Linked DNA regions of Mus musculus: region 2 is linked to region 1. A link is a contact called in public Hi-C data. All regions are on one chromosome and are shown on one strand. Each heading gives the region's core, a stretch centred on a gene start, on an enhancer-like site or on the middle of the called end of the contact. The rest is flanking DNA. Distances are from core to core; before and after follow the strand shown.

What was found. Hi-C and Micro-C count contacts between places; a contact is called where the count stands out from the background.
Region 2: a Hi-C map of the N1E-115 cell line shows a contact between it and region 1, with 3 times the contacts expected there. The contact joins two enhancer-like sites. A contact is called at or near these places in 4 of 484 Hi-C or Micro-C datasets (the N1E-115 cell line, embryonic stem cells, nephron progenitors and 1 more) and 1 of 115 datasets of contacts at active chromatin or transcription factors (embryonic stem cells).

What each region holds. Positions count from the first base shown.
Region 1 is chr10:36,553,807-36,558,151 of GRCm38.p6, reverse strand. The region is part of intron 1 of Hs3st5 (heparan sulfate (glucosamine) 3-O-sulfotransferase 5); the gene reads right to left. Among named protein-coding and RNA genes, the nearest start is that of Hs3st5, 49 kb to the right of the region's middle. Within about 2 kb of position 1,856, at least 11 of the 459 cell types and tissues checked have an H3K27ac peak or open chromatin away from gene starts, as enhancers often do. A contact at or near this core is called in the N1E-115 cell line, where this site is marked.
Region 2 is chr10:36,808,777-36,813,121 of GRCm38.p6, reverse strand. The region is part of intron 3 of Hs3st5 (heparan sulfate (glucosamine) 3-O-sulfotransferase 5); the gene reads right to left. Among named protein-coding and RNA genes, the nearest start is that of Gm22554, 35 kb to the right of the region's middle. Within about 2 kb of position 2,046, at least 8 of the 459 cell types and tissues checked have an H3K27ac peak or open chromatin away from gene starts, as enhancers often do. A contact at or near this core is called in the N1E-115 cell line, where this site is marked.

The DNA.
Region 1 (4,345 bases), core at 607-3,106:
ATTATTGAGACAGAGAATTATGTTTTACTGACTAGAATAGTACGGCACACAGTACTTCTTCAGTAAACAAGACTGATGGAGTACTCAAATGGATGAGTGAATATATTTTATCATGGACTCGATTTTTCTCACTAACATTCTCTTATAGGTTTCAATCTGGAACATACACATTTTCAAATATATCCCATAGTCAGGATGGCAATATCGTATTGCATTTTTACACTAAAAATATACACTCTAAAGACAATTCAGTCACCAGCTAAAAAGAGAACTCACATTGGGCACCGATCAGGGCTATTTATAAATTTTCCTTGGGTAGGAAAAATGATGCCATAGCTGCTTCCAAATCGGCGGAGAGTAGAGCCAATAATTCAAGAGGAGAAAATTGCTTTGGATATTCGTATTTAAATTAAAGACAAAATCTCCAGACATCTTCTTCTTTGCTATTTTTAAATGGCTCCAGCCAGTAAAAAAGCACTTTGGATTTAATCACCAACTGTGTCCCCCATTTTTAGCCCCTTGATCCTGCCTGAGGCCATATGCAGAGACCCCATTTCTTAGAGCTCTTCAGATGAAGTCACAATCTGTGCTGTAAATTTTCGCTGATGAGATTAATGCATGTTATGCAGTGTACTCAGAAAGGTTGTGAAGAACAGTATGTTCTAGAACTCTCTGTCACTAAGCTCCTCCCAGAGAACTATTTGTATGTACAGATTTTATACTTTGTAATCAATGAAATCAGAAAGCTTAACCAAGATATAGTTTGCAGGTTGCAAACTACTTTCCTATGGGCTTTTATATCAAAGCTAAATGCTTTATGCTCTGGTTGCTCTCTTGATCACAGTTTTTAAATACAAAACTGCCCTGTAGGGAGTATAATAGCAAGCATTGTAGCTTGTATGAGGAATGAAAGGTGATAAAACTTCTTTTATAGTAATCATTATAGAAGTGTGGAGAACTGGGACGGCTGTACCATTACGGTGCAGGGACACCATTTCCTCGGTTTTCACAGAGGCACAGCACAGTTATAAATGGCATCTTTTCTTAAATGCCACACTAGCCTACTAGGCCAAAAGGATTCACTATAGAGGAAACACCACACAGTTTTTGTTTCTGTTGTAATTACATTTGTACAATCTAATTAACAAACCAAAAGCCATCCTTTGAAAGACACTAAACACTGTGAATCAGCTATTACAGAGTATAACCTCTACCAAAAAACTTGCTATTGTTTTCCCTGCAGGTCAGAGGAAACAGTTTGACTATTTTGTTTCTCTCTCTTTTCTTTCCTTTTTGTTTTTATCCTCTTTTCTTTTTTTCTTTCCCTTCCTTAGCTTTTCTTTCCTCCCTTCCTCCTTCCCTTCCCTTCCCTTCCTTCCTTCCTTCCTTCCTTCCTTCCTTCCTTCCTTCCTTCCTTCCTTCCTTTCTTCCTTCTCTTTTCTTTCTTTCTTTCTTTCTTTCTTTCTTTCTCTCATTCTCTCTCTCATTCTCTCTCTCTTTCTCTCTCTCTCTTTCTTTCTTTCTTTCTTTCTTTCTTTCTTTCTTTCTTTCTTTCTTTCTTCCTTTCTTTCTTCTTTCTTTCTTCCTTTTTTCCTTTCTCTCTTCCTGAGCACCTAAATAATTGGTGGTTGGTCAGGTCTAAATGGAGAATTTAATGCAGCTTTAGAGCCATCATAGAAAGAGTCTTAAGCAGTTGAAGTTCTCTCCTGCAGTTTCTCTATCAAATTATGCCCCTCTGATGCAGATCAGGCTGAAACTGGACTCTGATAGAGGGGATCACACACACAGAGCAGTGCAGCCCAGAGGGATTCCACTCTCTCAAGGCGCTCAGTTCCATCTCCTGCTTCTGGACAGTTTTGTCTTTGGAGGACTGACACTACTGAGAACGATTCATTGTTCAAGGAGCCTTAAATCCCAGATGCTCTCCCAGAGCAGATGCTGAGTGTTTTCTCTTCTGAAATATAGGCTTGTTGGGAATCCACTTATTTTTATTTTTAAAAATCATAACTTGACAATATCTAGGTGATATTTACGTTGATACTGCCGTATCTCCTAAGGATATTTAAAAATATTAAAATGAGATACCTTATGTATCATACTGTGTGACTCATTTTTTTAATTGCAAGACATTAATATTCATGAAAAAGATAGCATCAAAACAGGGTTGCAAATGATCCAGTTTTATTTTTTTCTTCTGGTCCTGCTGATGGCATTATCAAGGAGCAAGTGTAAAGGCAAACTGGGGGGACCTCAACTTCATGCCTGACTCTGGGGACCTGGTTCTCATCAGAGCATTTCTCTCTGTGTAACTGTCAATGGACACTCATTCTCAGGCCCCCTAGAAGCAGACTGACAGGCCTGTCCTCTGGAGAGGATGGGAATCATGTGTTCAGTCCACCCACTGTGACACTCAGCGCCTTAGCACTACTGCTAATTGCACATGTGATGTCAGAGATCTTGGCTCAGGAGCAAACAGCAGGCTAATTAAACAGGGCCACAGTCATGTATGTTTCATACAAGGGAGCTAGCCAATCTCTGAACAGAGTTCTTGTTTTGTCTTCACCTGTCAGTACGCCAGCACAGTTAAGGCCTCGTAGAGTAATTGCTCTAAGCATCTAAGCAGCTGCAGGTCAGCAGTGAATACAATGGAAAGACCAGGAAACAGAGTCAAGTCAATCATTAATTTGACAGATATTTATGAGGCCAAATGTTAGACAGGCACTGAATCTCGGGTCCTGTAGTCCACTTCCCCGGCTGATAGATAAGATAATGTCTGTGCCATGTCTAGGGGAAACCTGATTTCTGCAAGGCATTAGGAAGCTCTTATAACACTCTTGTGGACAGGATGAAAAAAGGTGGGCTGTCTCATAGGAAGATTGATATGAATGTCTGATGAATGGATGGTGCCACTGGGAAAGAGATCCATAATGCCAGGCCTAGGAGCTAAGAATTCAGCCGTTTCTTATTCTACATTTGTTATCAGAGCCTTCAATGAAGACTTTACACAAGGCCTCTTTATCAGCTTAGTAGACAAGTGCTTTGGCTCTGGGTTTGAGACTGCTTTGACACATGCCAGGATTTAAATCTTGCAAGTTTCTGTTTTCTTATACAAAAAAAGAAATGTCTATACTATCATTATGGAGTTACTATGAGAACAAAAGGAATGCATGCTAACTGAGCACATGTCCATAACCCAAAACATATTTTAAGGAACAACTACTCAGAAGGCACAGATAAACAACTACACAGAAAACACAGATTTCCCTCTAGTATACACCAAAATGAAGATTAAAATGATCCTAACTGGTAGAATAAGGAATATATTAACAACTAAAGGCATAAGGAGACTGTGTAGTCATTTTTAAGTTTTGTAAGTGCTTCTTAACCTTACTTAATTCTATTATAAATGTGACAGATAGCAGCGCCTTGATCCCCTTAACACTGTAATAATGGAGTGTGTGTGTGTGTGTGTGTGTGTGTGTGTGTGTGTGTGTGTGTGTTTTGTCTTCAGAGATACTTCCTTCTGATGGATCTGGAGACTAGGGCATATAAAGCTGAAGACAACCATGTCTGGTGTACATCTTCCTGCTGTATTTTCATAGACTTTTTTTTAATTCAAGGAATGTTCTCTCTCTCTCTCTTTCTCTTTTTTAATTCTCCCATTTTCCCCATACTGATACATTTAACAAAATAAAGGATGCAGGTTAACAAAACAAAAAGAAAAAAAAAACAAACAAAAACGAGTGGCAAGACTATTTTAAATCATAATTATCTACTCTCCGTTGTCCCTTTTCAAGTCTCTTCACTAAGAGACAAAGTGCTTCACTAGGGCAAGGGAAATAAGTCTAAGAGCAGAGAACCGCCCACTACAATCTGCCACAGCCACAGGCATGTATGGGTTAGCCAGCACTTCCTCAACAGAGGAGTGAACATTAAAGTCATATATAGGAAGCAGATGCATCGGTATCTCACTACTGCTGCTTTAGAGATGAGTTGCTATGGAATAAGACCACATTCTTCCTAGGACCACACACATCCTTTCCTGCACTGACAAACAGTAAAGATGCACTTCTTCTCACCATTTCAGAGTCTGAAAAATCCTGAGTGTCTTCTGTGGCTCTTCTGACTCTGTCCTCATCTGCAAACAGGGGTGGAGGAGTAGATATGGATGCGAGTCAGTTCCCTTCTGAAGTTTATACTTTTAAAATCATAACCAGACAATTTCTAGGTGACGTTTGTGCTGGTAATGCCATGTCTACACAAGAATATTAATAAACACAACATATTAACTTATCACAATAAGAATATTAATGAGTAATATTTTAAAATATTAAAAAGAGATTGG
Region 2 (4,345 bases), core at 797-3,296, 250 kb before region 1:
ATAAAATGGTATGCACTCAATCTTTACAAGCAATGGTATTAAACTAAATGGTTAATGGTATTTTAGTAACCGTTCATCAGAGGAGTTGTGATGGTTAATTTTGATTTCCAATACGATTAGACCTTGTATTAACTAAGAGATAAGGCTCTGGGCATATATACGAAGACATTTACTAGGGGGATTGACTAATGGGGAGAGACGATCCTCCCTTAGAGAGGGCAACAGCCCAGACAAGGAGGGGCCTGCGGGAAATGCAGTGCTGTTTTTGCCTGCCTAACTTCACTTCTGATGGTGACTGCATCTACTCTGTTACTGCTTTTGTCACTTTCACTAACATCAGAACCCAGCTTCCTCAGCCTTCCAATTTTGAATGAAATCAATTGGCTCTCCAGGAATCCTCTAGGCCCTCAGCACCAGATTAGCAATCTGAGGGATTCAGCCTCTTGGCCTGAGCAACTCCCAGAACCCTACAGATCTTCTCTGCCTTAAGGGCAGTGAGCTTCTCAGCTTCTCTAGTGTGCAGACAGCCATCATTGTAATGTTCAGTTTATATTGTGCAAGCCAATCTAATATGTCCCTTTCATAATTTACATTCATTCTACCAGTTCTGCTCCTCTAGAGAATTCTGGCTAAAATCCTGTGATATTGGTAATGTACAATTTAAAATGATTTTAAGTATTTGTAAAGTATTTTTATGCACAAAAAAGGATAAAGGCTTACAGTGATATTTAAGCACTCACTTGTCTCTAGGTTTCAATCTCTGTGTCTCATTTTGTGTTCAGCTCAGGCACAGTTTCTCTAGACCAGCAAAGTTTCCACAGACATGGTGTATTAACTGAACACAGCTGAGTAGTATCTACAAGGGAGTACGCAGCCAGGAACGGCAAGCTGCAGAGACATCTGGCTGTTTTTGTAAAACAGCACTCAGCAAAGAAAGAAACAACTCCCAAGCTACAGCAAACAAAAGAGGAGATTCAGAAATAATAACGATACAGATATGTTCAAGTGTTGCTCAAAGGCTTGTAGACAAGTTTCCCGCAAGCCCTTGGTAGCAAGTCACAGCAATAATGGGAATAGCAACACAGTTCATTAAAACAGCTGAACTCCTATGGCAGAATGAGTCCTGGAAAATCATAGCCCTCTTTTGAGTACTAGCTTAGTCATCCCCAGGCAACAGTCTTCAGAGGCAGACAAGACCTGTGTCTTTGGGGCACCAGGCTGTTCTGTTCATATTTATTTTCTGTCATAATGCAGCAGACTTGTAAAGTACAAGCTTTTTTATTTTATTTTTTGGCTGGATAATGAGGAACAGAGAGATGTATGTATTACTTACTCAGGGATGTGTGGCTAGCACATGGAGAGAGGCAGATAATCCAATTCAGAGTGATGTGATCTCAAAGGACGAGACCTCTTGACGGCAGTGCCACTTAAATCCCCAGACGCTCACCCGAGAGACTAGATAAATATTTAGTCACTGATGGACCCATGCAGACAAAAAGAATTACCCCAAATAATATAATTTGTCCTTGAAACTTGAGGTAGGGGATGAAGAGGCATAAAAAAAAAATAAAGAAGGAAAAGTTTCTAAGGAGAAGAGAACTGGAAAGAGACACAGTTGTATGGCTTCAAGGAATGTTGGTAGGCAAAGGTCAGCACATCAATAGAAAGTGGCACGTCATAGCTGTCAGGCACCTTCTCTTTCACCATGCTGTTCAGAATTAACACTCATCAGAACCACGAGAGCTTTACTTGCCCTCTGCCTATCCCTATGAAAGATTGTATAGTTGATGGTGGGAGCATTGGTTTTGACTGCCATCTGTCACTGTCTTGGGTTATCATGTGCTGACCTCCAGAAGAGCCTGATGAGTTCTGCTTAATACTTTACATTGTTGCTGTGTCCCAGGTTCCCCCTTCCAGCCCTTCCTCTGAGCACTGCAGTCCCTGGCTCTCCGCCTGCTCACCAACTTGCCTTAGACGAAGCCCTGGAGTTCATCGCCCTTGGCTTTTAGCTCAGTGCACTTGGTTCCATGTTTAATGCACTGTCAAGATCCACCTGCTTTTCTGCCCTGTCATTTGTCACTGCTGTGGCTCAAGTCACCGTCTCTCTTAAACCAGCCATTATGGTCTCCTAAGTGGCCTCCTACGATTAGGTTTGTTTCTGCCTCAATTTATTTTTCACTCTGATGCCAGATGGACCTTTATAAATGGACATCTGATCTAGTCGCCTCCAGGCTTAATACTCTTTAATGGGTTCCTATCGGGAAGGTGGTTTTAAAGGGTCCTTTACCACTTTTCACTGCACCCCACCCTCAAATCTACACTTAGTAACTTCAGAACAAAGAATAGCTCGTCATTCTTTAGAATTGTGCATGGTCCCTGCAGTTTCAATGGCTTTCTTCTGAGGATCTCATAGCCCTTAAACAGTAACCCAGAGTTCTCTGAGGAGTACACCAGCCTTTACTGCCAGGCTAATGCTCCCTCTGTCTCCCCTAGGCCTAATGTTCTCATCTTAGTTACTTGGGAGTCTTTCTGAAAATCCAGGGTTGGCTGAGATGTTCTTTGCCCCTACAGCATCCACCACAGAATTCTATTTAACCCCCAAATGGCTTACTTGTGTGTTCTTCTCTAATGTCACTTTCCCAGATTAAGAATGTGTCTTTTCATTATTGAATTATCACCCGCACTTAAGGTGGCAGATGCTCAGCAAACAATTGCTGAATAATCAAGTCAGTTAGATGGGGAAGGACTTTAATATCCTGAAAGCTGTGACGCCTGGTTGCTGCCTCTTTTTAACTGAATAGAGACACTTTATCTTTACCTGCTGTTGGCAGGCTCATCAAGTGCTGTGCATCTGAAAGTGATCTCATTTTCCTGCCTTTTTGAGAAAACCTGGGTGCTTATGTATCCCTTGCCTAGATTCCACAGTTGTTAACATTTTGGTATCTATATGCTTTATGTCCCACTTATTGCTATGTAAGCACATACTAATTTTACTAAGCCATTTAAAAACAAATGGCCGAACCCAGCCTTGCATCATCCGAAGGCCCCTTATGATGACCACCAGACTTGAGAGGGAAGAAGGGCAGTGACATTCCTGTCTCAGAGGCTTAGGAGGTGACATGGCCCAGGGAGAGCTTCAAACTGTCTAGTCTAATGACTGTAAGCTGCTAACCTTGGGATCCCTAGGGCGCCACTTTTCCTTCTAGGGAACGTTGCAAACGTTACAGGTCCCACTGGTAGAATTTGTGTAGTCCCACCTTTGCATAAATTCAACTTATGAAGTATGGTGAGCTGTGTCACAAAAACAAAACAAAATTGAAAAAATTAATGAAGACGAAAGCCAGCCAGACAGAGGGGTATGGGGTGGAGAAAATATTCCCTGGAGAGTTTTTGTCTCATGCATTTTACTCCCCCTTTTAATTTCTCTAGAGAAAGAAATCTGAAAAAAGCAAGTTGTTATTCTAACACGAGTTTGGGTGGCAGGATGATACCCATCCATTGGCATTCTACAGCTGACTCCTGCAGCAAGCCAGTTGGTGTGTGTGTGTGTGTGTGTGTGTGTGTGTGTGTGTGTTCACGCGCACACATGCATATTTTACTTTCTGTCTCTTTCTGTCTCTTTTTATCTGTCTCTCTCTGTGTGTGGGTGTCTGTGTCTGCCTGTCTGCCTGTCTGTATATGTGTTGGTGTATACAGGTCAGATATAGACAATGGTGTCTCAGCTGTTTTATATGTAATGTTTTTTCTCACGAACCTGGCGCTCACTGATTCAGTAGTATAGCAGGCCAGAAAACCCTAAGGATAGGTCCTCTTGCCACCCTGTTCTCAGTACTGGGACTACAAATGAGTTTTCACTCCACTTTAGGTTTCTACTTTGTGCTTAGGTCCTCATGCCTATGTGATAAGTACTTTACTGATGTAGCCCTATTCCCAGCCCCTTAAAGTCATTATTAAAATTAGATTATAGCCTGGTGAAGTGTCATACACCTGTGATCCCAGCTCTCAGGAGACAGAGGCAGGAGGATTGGTAGCTAAAGTACAGCAAAGGCAGCATAAATTTAAAATTAAATAAATTGTAGAAGGCAAAATAAGTTCTGAACGCTGGTTATTTCTCAATTATCTTGGTGCGACTCACAAGTGTCTGTACTTTTGAGATTCAGCTGATTGCATCTGTATGGTGGGAATATCAAACATCTCCTTCCAACTGCACATCCAGTAAACTGATCTTCACTGCTGAAAATTCCATATCACTCCACAAATGCTGGAAGCAGAGAAGTAGCAATGAGGCTATGGGTCTTGCAACAGAGACTGATAAATATCCAAGTTGAGGTCTGCTTGAAGATTC